Regions from separate parts of the Acanthopagrus latus genome. Here region 1 is linked to region 2. Evidence: chromatin contacts called from public Hi-C data. All regions are on one chromosome and are shown on one strand. Each heading gives the region's core, a stretch centred on a gene start, on an enhancer-like site or on the middle of the called end of the contact. The rest is flanking DNA. Distances are from core to core; before and after follow the strand shown.

Region 1 (5,314 bases), core at 2,185-4,684, 220 kb after region 2:
AAAGGTGTAAGAATTCTCCATCTCTCAGAATTATCCTGAAAACTAATAGGGGGAAGCATATCTCTAGTGTAACCACTAACTGCTGCTAACTAAAGCTGCCATTAGCAAGTTAGCTCGGTAAGCTATGCAGCTAGCCACCTGGACCAGGAGCACGGATCACCAGGGAAACGATGGTGTTTACAGCACTTGTCCAGGAAATTTGGACTAGGACGGGTCAGGGCTAGCTGGTTAGCATGCTAATTTCTTTGCACCACAGTACACACAACCACACACAGTCAAAACTGTGATTTTTGCTCAATTCTGAATTCTATTTTTTTTTTTTAAAAACTCATCATGCAGCAGAATGACTCCTTTCCGTGTCAAATAATATCACTGGATTATTATCACTCACACATTACTATGTACACAACATTGTTTGCTCTAGCTGTTCAAAATAGAGCCAACTTTAAAGGAGCTCACTGTAGTGGACGGACTAACAACAAACTAAACAAACTAACTCTCTTTGATATCATTACTGAATAAACTGAATAAACATACTGACCTTAAAGTAACTACAAGGACCTTTAATCAAGTTTTTGTTGATTCTACGACACCAGCACCTGCTGTTGTAAAGAATGTTGTTAGCACGTCAGCTGCACTAGCACTTGTTTTGGACGAGAGTGACACCGCAGGATGGATCGTGATGAGGTAATGTATTTATATGTGATCAGATCCAAACACAGCCATTAATAACTATATATAGTTATTAATGCCTGTGCTCGCAAACAGCAGTCTGTTCACTGATGGTCTCGTTTGCTGTTACAGATCATTTATAATCATCAGAGGAATCACCAGACTGTTTCATGAACACAGAAAAGTTGCTCATAATCACTTTAAAGGACACAATTTCATAATGTTTTGCTTGGTCTTTATGTGGTGGAACCTGCCACCTTTCTAACTTCAAACTTTCTAGCTTCAAACTGTGGGACTACGGGAAAAAAATAGATTTCTGGGTTTGTATTAATACCTCATAAACTGTATAGTTCCCCTTTAAGTACTGTATACACTTCTGGGTACTTACAATAACAACATTTCATTTATAATTCATCATATTGACCTGAGCATGTATTTTGTTATGAAACCTTGATCTTAAAATTAGTAAATGTAACTGTCAAACAAGGGTAGAGGATTAAAAAGTTAAATCTGCAACTGAAATATGGTGGAGAGAAGTACACAGTAGCATACAGTAAAATGATGGTACAGTTACCTCAAAATTGTACTAGAGTACAAAGGTCGAGTACTAAGTTACTTTCTACCACTGACAATACCACTGGAGGTGGAGAGGACAGGCAGGAAATCTGTCGCCTCAACACTAATGGAGTTACCATCCAACAGTTATCAGAACGTTTTCAGGAGAGGTCACCACTCATCATAGAACAACACTGTCCTGCTGCATTTTATTGTCATGTGCTAGAAGCTGCCACCACCTGATGGACAGTGAGTGTACTGACACAGTTACATCCACAGACATCCACAGACACACAGAAACACGAGGTGTCTATCAAAATGCAAAGAGAAAACAAACAACAATATGAGAGGAAGCACAAAGGCAAACATCCAAATGTTAAACATGGAAATCTATGTCATCATTGGGTTTCTTATGCTTTCACTCATGCATGCATGACATGATCCACTCGAGAAGAATTTGACAGATGCTGCAGAATTAGTTATTTTTCTGTTCATCAAATGATAGAGCTAAATCTCATTCTCTCACACACTGAAGAGTGGCAGCAGTTCTCATGTGACTGAAAACTTTGATGTGCAGATTGCACACATGACCCAAGAAATCTTTTATAGTGTAAAACTGATAAAGTGCAGTTTATGTCTAGATAAAACATATATATTTGTAAGTAATCAAATGATTTAACTAAAGTGAAAAGGCTGTCATCCATTTCTGTAGACCTGTTCATTATGATCACGCATACAAAAATCAGATTACCTCAGGAATAAGTGATGTCAGTAAACATAAAATGTTTTTAGACTGACCTTGTATTCAACACAATCAGTTCCACTAATAGCCCCACTTCTCCCTATCTCCTGGACCGAGGAGGTAAGGTGTGAAGCCTGCACTGTTGATGGTGCATTCTGGTCAAACATCCAGTTTAAATATTATAAATAAACACAAATAAATGAAACCTGTGTGCGCATGCATGTATGAGTGATTGCAACAGAGCAAAAGATGTTAAAAGGGCACTATGTAGTTTGAAAGAAAAATTCTAACCCAGAATTTGAATATTTACAAAATCAAACAATCAAACTTGAATAAACTAGTCGTTCAGTAAATTACAGTCCAAGAACATTGTTTGAAGCTAGACAGGTGGCAGGGTCTGCCACATATAAACAAAGTCAAACAGAGAGAGTCTGATTACTTAATAGGGTTCTTTTGATATATATATATATATATATATATATATATATATATATATATATATATATATATATATATAAAATTACAAATTAAATTACAAATGTAGAATAAAGATTTAGGGTTATCTACAAAAACACGATTGAATCAGTAAAACAACTGAGTGATATAGAAATGAGACAAAAAACAGGAGTTAGCCTTTTATACATCTATGTATGTTATAGACCCCAACACACACACACACACACACACACACACACACACACACACACACACACACACACACACACACACCCTCACAAGCAGATGGACAAGAGAAGAGAAGATAAAAACCAAACAACCATAGCTAAATGGCAGGTACATACTTGGGTCAATCAGGAAGGCAAACAGTGCCTGACGCTGCAGTGGGTTTTAAAGGGCTGCCATATGTGAAAACATGCATCTTCTCAAGTTTGAGACAAACAACATGACCTCTCAAAACCGCTGAGAAAAAGAAGGACTCCTGGCAAAGTTCTACTGCAGCACAATGGTACGTCTGGCCATGAGAGCAGTAAATTCTTGTTTTTGTGTAGCAGTTAGAGCAGGTGTTTCATAAGTTGTCAGAGGCTAAGCTGAGCGCAAGCTGTGGTGGTTTGTCCTCCATCTACAGCTGCATCCCAGCATCCCACATTGGACCCTGTCCCCAGCTCCTGCTCCATCAAGTCGTTTCATTTAAAAACAAAATCAATCAGTCAATGCAAATCTTTCTATTCTGCTTTAAATGTATTCCCCAAAACTACATAGTGCTCATTTTATTACAACATATATAACCAAAGAAATATATAAATATGTGCTCATAACTTAGCAGTCTGACTTTCCTCCTCATTCCTGGACATGACGACACCCTTTTGAGACTCTCGTATCGAGTGGAGTCCCGACTTGCTCGGACACGTGACAACGTTTCAACCTCTGTGGTATTTTAGCCTGTAGCTCCCCTAGTGGACAATTTTTGTTGTGAAGTGTTGACACTAGATGGCGGCAACTTACCTGAAGCAGGATATCAACCACCACTCCACCGAAGAAGAAGAACTCCACCAATGTTGTCTTCCGGTGCTAAGTTTCACGTGTTAAGATCCGCAACGTGAGTTCCCCTGCAGCTGTCAGGAACACGAATAAAGACACAGAAATGACGCAGTTAGACGGTGTGGTGTAAGTTTGATTTTTCATTCTTAGTAGCTCACTGTGTAAATGTGTCCATGTATATTTTATACTCAATAAGCTTGTGTAGTGTTCGTGAAGCCAACTTTGTTAAGACTGCTAACGTTAGCCTAGCATAACGCCAGTCAGCTAACATTTATTAGCCGAATGATTAGACAGACAATTAGTGTTGAATATAGCAAATTTTCGATGGTCACAGGTCGTTCGCTATTTGTACTGCCTGTAAATCATTCAATGCCAAACTAATGTAGAGCTGTCGGTTAACTAACCAGCCTCCTCTCAGTGATAGAAGAAACAAGCGGCGTGTCTCCAAGTTAAAGCTTCTCCTCTTGCACCCCAAGTATGTTTGCAGGTGGCAACTACTACAATTATTACACACTGGAAGGAGCAGGAATTAATTCATGTGATAGTATATCTTTATCAAGCCAACAGTTATGGTGATAGTGAATGGTCATCTGATACAATCATATACCATACATGTGTATTTGTTTTGAGGAATGCGGTACACTCTTGTATTAGAGTACCAGATTTTATTTTGGCTTACAACAAAACGAAATGTGCTTTCATTTTTTTTTAGAGTAGTGAAGGTCAGAGATCCGTGTTGGGGTTAAGAAAGAGACACCATCATGGGACTATTGTTTCCCCTTGTCATGCTAATTTTACTCCAGAAGATATTCCCAAATTTCTTAAAGGTTTCTCAAGTTTCTTGGGATTGCCCAAGTCAACAACAGAAAGTTGTTTTGACTCAATATATCTGCTCATGGCTCTATAAAACACAGCTAATGATCAAAATAATTATAACTTATTCGCAGATCTGCCAGTTCTTGTGGCAGCATTGTACTTTCTCTCCAGCACAATATACACCAAGTGTTTCATTACTTGGCAAGGGATAGAAATCAGTTAGAGCTGTCAAGTTGATTGAGGATAAACACGTTTTGCGCTGGTTGTCATTGTAGCTCAGTGTGAACAGGCTATCAAACTGGTGAGCTTGTCAGTTTTAGTAGTACAAAGACAAACCAAAAGCCACTAACATTAAAGACTAAATGATTAAAAAGCTTCTTAGAGTCAGGTCCATGTGTAACATTCACATTTCTTACTTTAGGATTTTTCAATGGCATTTTTTGCCGCTGTTTTACAGCAGAGGGAGACAGGAAATAAGGGAGAAATTAATGAGGTGAATGAACAGTACATTTGGGGCAGTTATTCGTCTACCAAGGTGCTCATTTCTGTTTGAAACCTGTCATGTTGTTACTCTGACAGCCTCTTGTTTGGCTGATTTTCATTTTCTCCTCAGAAAACCAAAGACAAAGCGCTCCAAGCGCTTCTTGGAGAGCAGAGCACCCAAGCTGATTGAGGATGTGAAGACTGCCATGATCATGAAAGGAGGGAACACCAGTCAAACCATTACACAGGCCCTTAAGGACATAGTAAGTAGTGTGATGTTGAACACATGAAAGACCTTTCAAAACAAAATTATATCACACAGACTAGCATAAAGGTTTAATAATCCTCTCAGTCTCCAGGTGCTAAGCTAGCAAACTACTTTTTAACAATGGCGTTCAATCTAAATCCCAGTATTAAACCTAAAGTCTAAAACAAATATAACACTTCCTGCTTCAATCTACAGGCTAACCTCAATGTGATATGGGACCTGGTTGGCAAAGCTGAGAAGACAAACATGTTGAAAAATTAAGCAGATATTATAAATGCATG
Region 2 (5,220 bases), core at 1,955-4,454:
GTTAAAGCAACAAGCGACCAAATGAAATACACCATTACCTTGAGTAATAATAATAATAATAATAATAACAATAATAATAATAACCCTAACGCGCAAGTACGCAACTCAGTGTTTCCCACACATTCATTTGTTTGTGGTGGTCTGCCACAATATCAACATTTGCCGCCACATACCGATTTTCTATTTCTGGAGCTGCACGTCCCGTTCTCACTCACTAAAGGCAGCACACCCGTCAGTGAATAGCATGATGTTATTTACTACTGGCGGTGTGGTTTATAGTCTGCCGGTAAAACCAACGAAGAAGAGGAGGAGGACTATTTAACGCAGCTGGGTTGACCATAACTTCCTCTGCAAAGAAGACGGCTGGCCACATCGTCCAGATCCAGCCTCCACAAAGAGCGCTGGGTCTAGAAGTCAGTTTTGGCTTGGCCAACATGAGTAATTACATCATTATGCGATGCACTGGGGACTTTTTCCCACAAGCTAACATTGTGAAAGACACATCTGTAAAACGGTAATAAAAGCCAAACAACCCCGCTGACACGTTTTACTGTCAGAATTTGGGCGATTCAGTCCAATAATATTTGGAGAGTCTAGAATAGCTGCCAAGCTACATTTTATCCCCAGCCGAGTTAGCTCAATGCTAAACCGGAGGTTAGCCGACTCGGTCATCTAAAGTCCAGAGCACGCATGCTCAGTGGCACCCCAGCTGGACAGCCACCTCCACAGTTAGAGTCAGATTCTGTGGGAAACACTGCAACTCAACAAAATCTATAACAAAGGTCTAGTTGTTTTTAGACAATATCATGCAAAAAGTTACATGTTTTATCTTTCATTCAGAATGCTTTATTAAAACTACAAACTGATCAGTATCACATTTAAACAACATGGGAATATTATGACAGAACTATAACTCAGTGATGGACCACGGGCCAAAGGCACACATCCAGTGTGTAAAGATGCAAAATGATAGTATACGGCAGCCCTAAAAGGCAAGAATCAGAAAGCCTTTTTTAAGTATGATCTGAATTGTTTATCCTCTTGCGATTATTTCCAAGAACAGAAGCAGCAAAAATGCTTTGCCAGGAAGATCTTTCGAAGTTCCTAACATTTTTTTTCACTTGACTCTCAGGGCTTCTGAACTAGGATCCCAAGTTCAATTGATCTGTTAATTTAACTCATATTATGAAAAAAAACTGATGATGAAGGATCCAACATAGACCTTTGATCCAACGTTAGCCCACGGACCCAGCTTTGGACATAAATAAAGCTATAAAACACTGTCTCATCTGTGAACACTTTTGCCTGAGTCACGTTGGTACATTTTCCTCAGCAGTAGCGTTGTTAAACAATTAAAACATTTCCTATGATACCATATCAGAGTCATGTGTTTTGTTTTGATTGAGAGAACCCTTGTAGCAGAAATGATATACTTCATATTTAATATTATTGATAAGTGTTGTAGGTTTTGAGATAGTCCCTAAAAGAACAAACACAGTTCTGTGGGCAAATTCTCTCTTATTATCATGGCTAAGAGTTCCTAAAGGGGAACAGACTGCAGCTTCAAAATATATGCACAAAAGACTTGGGAATTCACTTCCTCAATGTCTGATCCTGTGACAAAATTAAGATTTAACAGTTAAGACCTAGAAGTGACCCATAAGATTCAAGAGATATTTACCTCTTTGCCCTCCAACTCTATGACCTCACTAAACACCTGCAGAGCCACCACCTCCTCTGAATCGCTGTATAATCGGTTCTGGCTCACCATCACTCGGGTGACAGTGGTCACCAAGTCCCCGGATTCAAAGTCACTGCTTCCATTGATGCTGTCTACTGTAAAAATACAATCAGTTTATTAATAAGCCGATGATATTTGCATAATATCATGTTATGTTGTAACTTAAGTGATTTTACTTAAGTTCTCCCATTATTAGCTAATTAATCCATCAATTAGCGTATTACCTTAATCAATAACAATTCTGACAATCAAGTCATTTATCAAATAAATGCAACACATTTGCTATGTTTGTTGATCTTTAATCATTGTAAAAATCGAAGAGACTTGACAATTTGAAAACATAAATCTATACTCCAATTGCTTTTACTTGTGACTTTACTTCAGACGCTATGGGAGTTTCCACACTTCTAACCCGAGCAGGGGCTGTTAATGTGCTACATACATAGTCAAAAGTTATTTTTGATGTAGATTTGGTGTGCTAAAAACACTAAGAAAGAAAGAATTAAAGAACAACAAAAGATGGTCAACAGAAAGACCATATATTGTAGAGTTAGAGGTCTTCACTGGTGCCACAGAAACTACTATTGTCATTATTGATTCATCTATTGCGTGTTTTTGATGAAGGAATTTCACATTCCACTGACAATATAATGGCATGATGTAAAGAAAGGAAAATTCATTCTTAAATTTAGTGAACACAATAATTGATCTTAACCGGAAAAAAATATATTTTCCCCAGATTTAGAATAATACTTTCTTCTTATTTCTGTGATTATGAACTACTTGGATTAATCAGAACCGGTGAAGATCCAGGTGATGCGAGAAAAACTCACAGAGGAGAGCTTGACAGTTGAACCTGGTGACCCCTGACAGCTCCACTGGGATGTCATTGACCAGCACCTGCTCTTCACCCACCGATATGTTTAAATTAATCTGTAAGACGAAAGAACAACAATATGGCTTAGCGTTAGCTACTGGTCGTTTAAAAAAAAAAAACACACACACACCTTTGTTACATGGGATTATATTGCGTAACGTTACCTGCAAGTTGTTGGCATCCTGTAACTGTGTATCAGCCAATGTCCCTGCTGTCACGTTAATCAGGATGTTTTCCTGTGGAGATCAAAATGTACAAATATAAGGAACATACCCAAACAGAGGTGGCCACAATGTCTGCTAGTAGCTGGACGACGAGTAAGCTAACGCCAGGCTAACATCAACATCATCAGGTTCGCAAATGTTGACATTTTCCGCTTTCCGTCTTACCGTATTTAGTTGCCTAGGTGGCGAATCTGTGCAGGTTACTGAAGCAGAGAGAACAAACACAAGACAAACTGCTAGCCCTGTGGTTTTCATCTTGACTTGACTCCTCTCAGCAGCGGGACAGCTACAACAAATACATTGAGCAAGGCGGATGCAACGTTAGTACGCGAACGTGCGCCTCTCTCGCGAGAATAGGAACGTCAGCATGGCGGTGCTCCTTGAAACGACGCTGGGCGATATTGTTATTGATTTGTTTACAGAAGAACGGCCTAAAAGTAAGAAACACAAGCAATATCCACATAACGGCGTCTAATTTCGTTAACTGGTCGCTAGTTGAGTTAGCTATCGACAAGCTAAGTTACAGAATAAGTGATTGCTAGCTAAGGCTGTTAGCTTGCTTGCCTCCTATTCATTTGTTCATGTTAATATCATCAAATAGCTTACGTTAGTTAGTTGACTTACTAATAATAACGACAATGGAATATTGATAAACCATCACACACTTCTGTTTATCTTTAAGTTCTTAATGCTAAATAGAGGCTGTGTTATTATGTATAAGGACTGTGTATTAATCTGTGTGCTCTTCTTTTGCAGCTTGCTTAAACTTTCTGAAATTATGCAAGATAAAGTATTACAACTACTGCCTCATCCACAATGTTCAGGTAAAACTAAAGGGTCCCATGCAAACTTCTGTAACAACTCTGAATCTGTGTCCGATATTATCAGCTGAAACACGGCGGAGGCTCCTGCTGACTTGCCTGTGGGGGGCGACATGGTCACAGAGCTGCCTCAATTTGCCTATGAAGGTGAAAAAAAGGATAAAGATAAACTAGACTGCTGCTATGAAGTTAATGGGACAGTGATTGTGTTCCGTGTATCAATAATAAAAAACACCACTGCTTTGGGTCACACGAACAAGATCAGACCGATAAAAGCAACTTGTATTTATTGGCATCACTGACATTGTTCTATCTGATAAATAGCCACTTTTATGAAGCTAAATTGCTTTCACTGACTTGACTAGCAAAGCATTTAAAAACTCCTATACAGAAGGTGGCTGTTGGCCCCTTAAAAGTTGTTTTTTAATCCACCAATGAGCACATGAGAGAACAAAAAAGGGGAAGAAGAAAATGAAATATGAAATCATCTATTTGCACCATTTGCTGCATATTAGCCCTTTTTATTCACAGGTTTGCATAAACCTTTCTTAGAAACTTCTTGAAAATAAAATGATTATTACATTATCGGTTATCAGTTAAAAAGAAAAGTTTTACCTTAAGTGCAAACCAGAGTAACCACATTGATCATCTGCAGTGTTACTTAAATTGTTGAACCTAACAATGATTCATGTGTACAAAGACAGTTACTCTTTGCCTGTATGGAAGTTTTGAAGGCCATAGTATACATGTCTTAATCTGTTCGACAGAGTTGTATACATAAACATTTTTTTTTGTTTCTCATCTTTCCATACGATCATAAAATAAGAAATTCAAATTATTGTCACTAAAATGATGTGGATTATGTGATGTGTGCTGTTAATTATGGTGAAGATACTGTCCTCCCTTATTTATCAGTCTATCTTAGAAGTTGGACACTTGTTATAACAATGTGTTTGTCTCCTCTTCAGAGAGACTTCATCATGCAGACTGGAGATCCCACTGGGACTGGACGTGGTGGAGAATCTGTCTATAGGTCAGTCATCTTCCTCACTGCTGTTGACCGCTGTTTTAAGCCCATGAATTGAATTGAAGTTTTTTTTTTCTCCTGTTTGTGTTTAGCAAACTGTATGGGGACCAGGCCCACTTTTTTGATGCAGAGAAAGCACCACGCATCAAACACAGGAAGAAGGGGACAGTGTCCATGGTGAACAATGGAAATGATCAGCATGCTTCTCAGGTGAATAAGATGAACATCTGCACTGTTGTTTGCCCTGTAAATTGCAAAAAGCTTTCACAGCATAAACAACATGAACATAGCCAGATTTTATAGAAATTCTTCTTTGGGGCTTTCCCTTGATTAGCCAAGTTAAAAATAACTTAATTAAGTTTTTTACCTAATGAATTAATTAGCTGATAACGTGATCCAGAAGTCAAGGATATGTTGAATATACACCTTAATAATTTACACTAACCAAGTTTCAATAATTTCATGGTGAACTATGGACTACATCTCTGGTTGTACCAGTTTTGCTATTTTTGGTATGCTAGCTGTAGCGA

The links. Hi-C and Micro-C count contacts between places; a contact is called where the count stands out from the background.
Region 1: a contact with region 2 is called in a Hi-C map of muscle, with 5 times the contacts expected there. The contact joins the promoter of rpf2 here to the promoter of ginm1 in region 2. A contact is called at or near these places in 2 of 4 Hi-C or Micro-C datasets (both in muscle).

The regions. Positions count from the first base shown.
Region 1 is chr22:777,091-782,404 of fAcaLat1.1, forward strand. rpf2 (ribosome production factor 2 homolog) reads left to right here and starts at 3,435. Exons shown (of 10, transcript XM_037085690.1): 1 at 3,435-3,592; 2 at 4,896-5,028. The coding sequence starts at 3,570.
Region 2 is chr22:554,202-559,421 of fAcaLat1.1, forward strand. It overlaps ginm1 (glycoprotein integral membrane protein 1), which reads right to left and starts at 3,205. Exons shown (of 8, transcript XM_037086126.1): 1 at 3,008-3,205; 2 at 2,783-2,854; 3 at 2,575-2,674; 4 at 1,682-1,833. The coding sequence starts at 3,097. ppil4 (peptidyl-prolyl cis-trans isomerase-like 4) reads left to right here and starts at 3,119. Exons shown (of 13, transcript XM_037086122.1): 1 at 3,119-3,279; 2 at 3,599-3,666; 3 at 4,632-4,696; 4 at 4,783-4,900. The coding sequence starts at 3,210.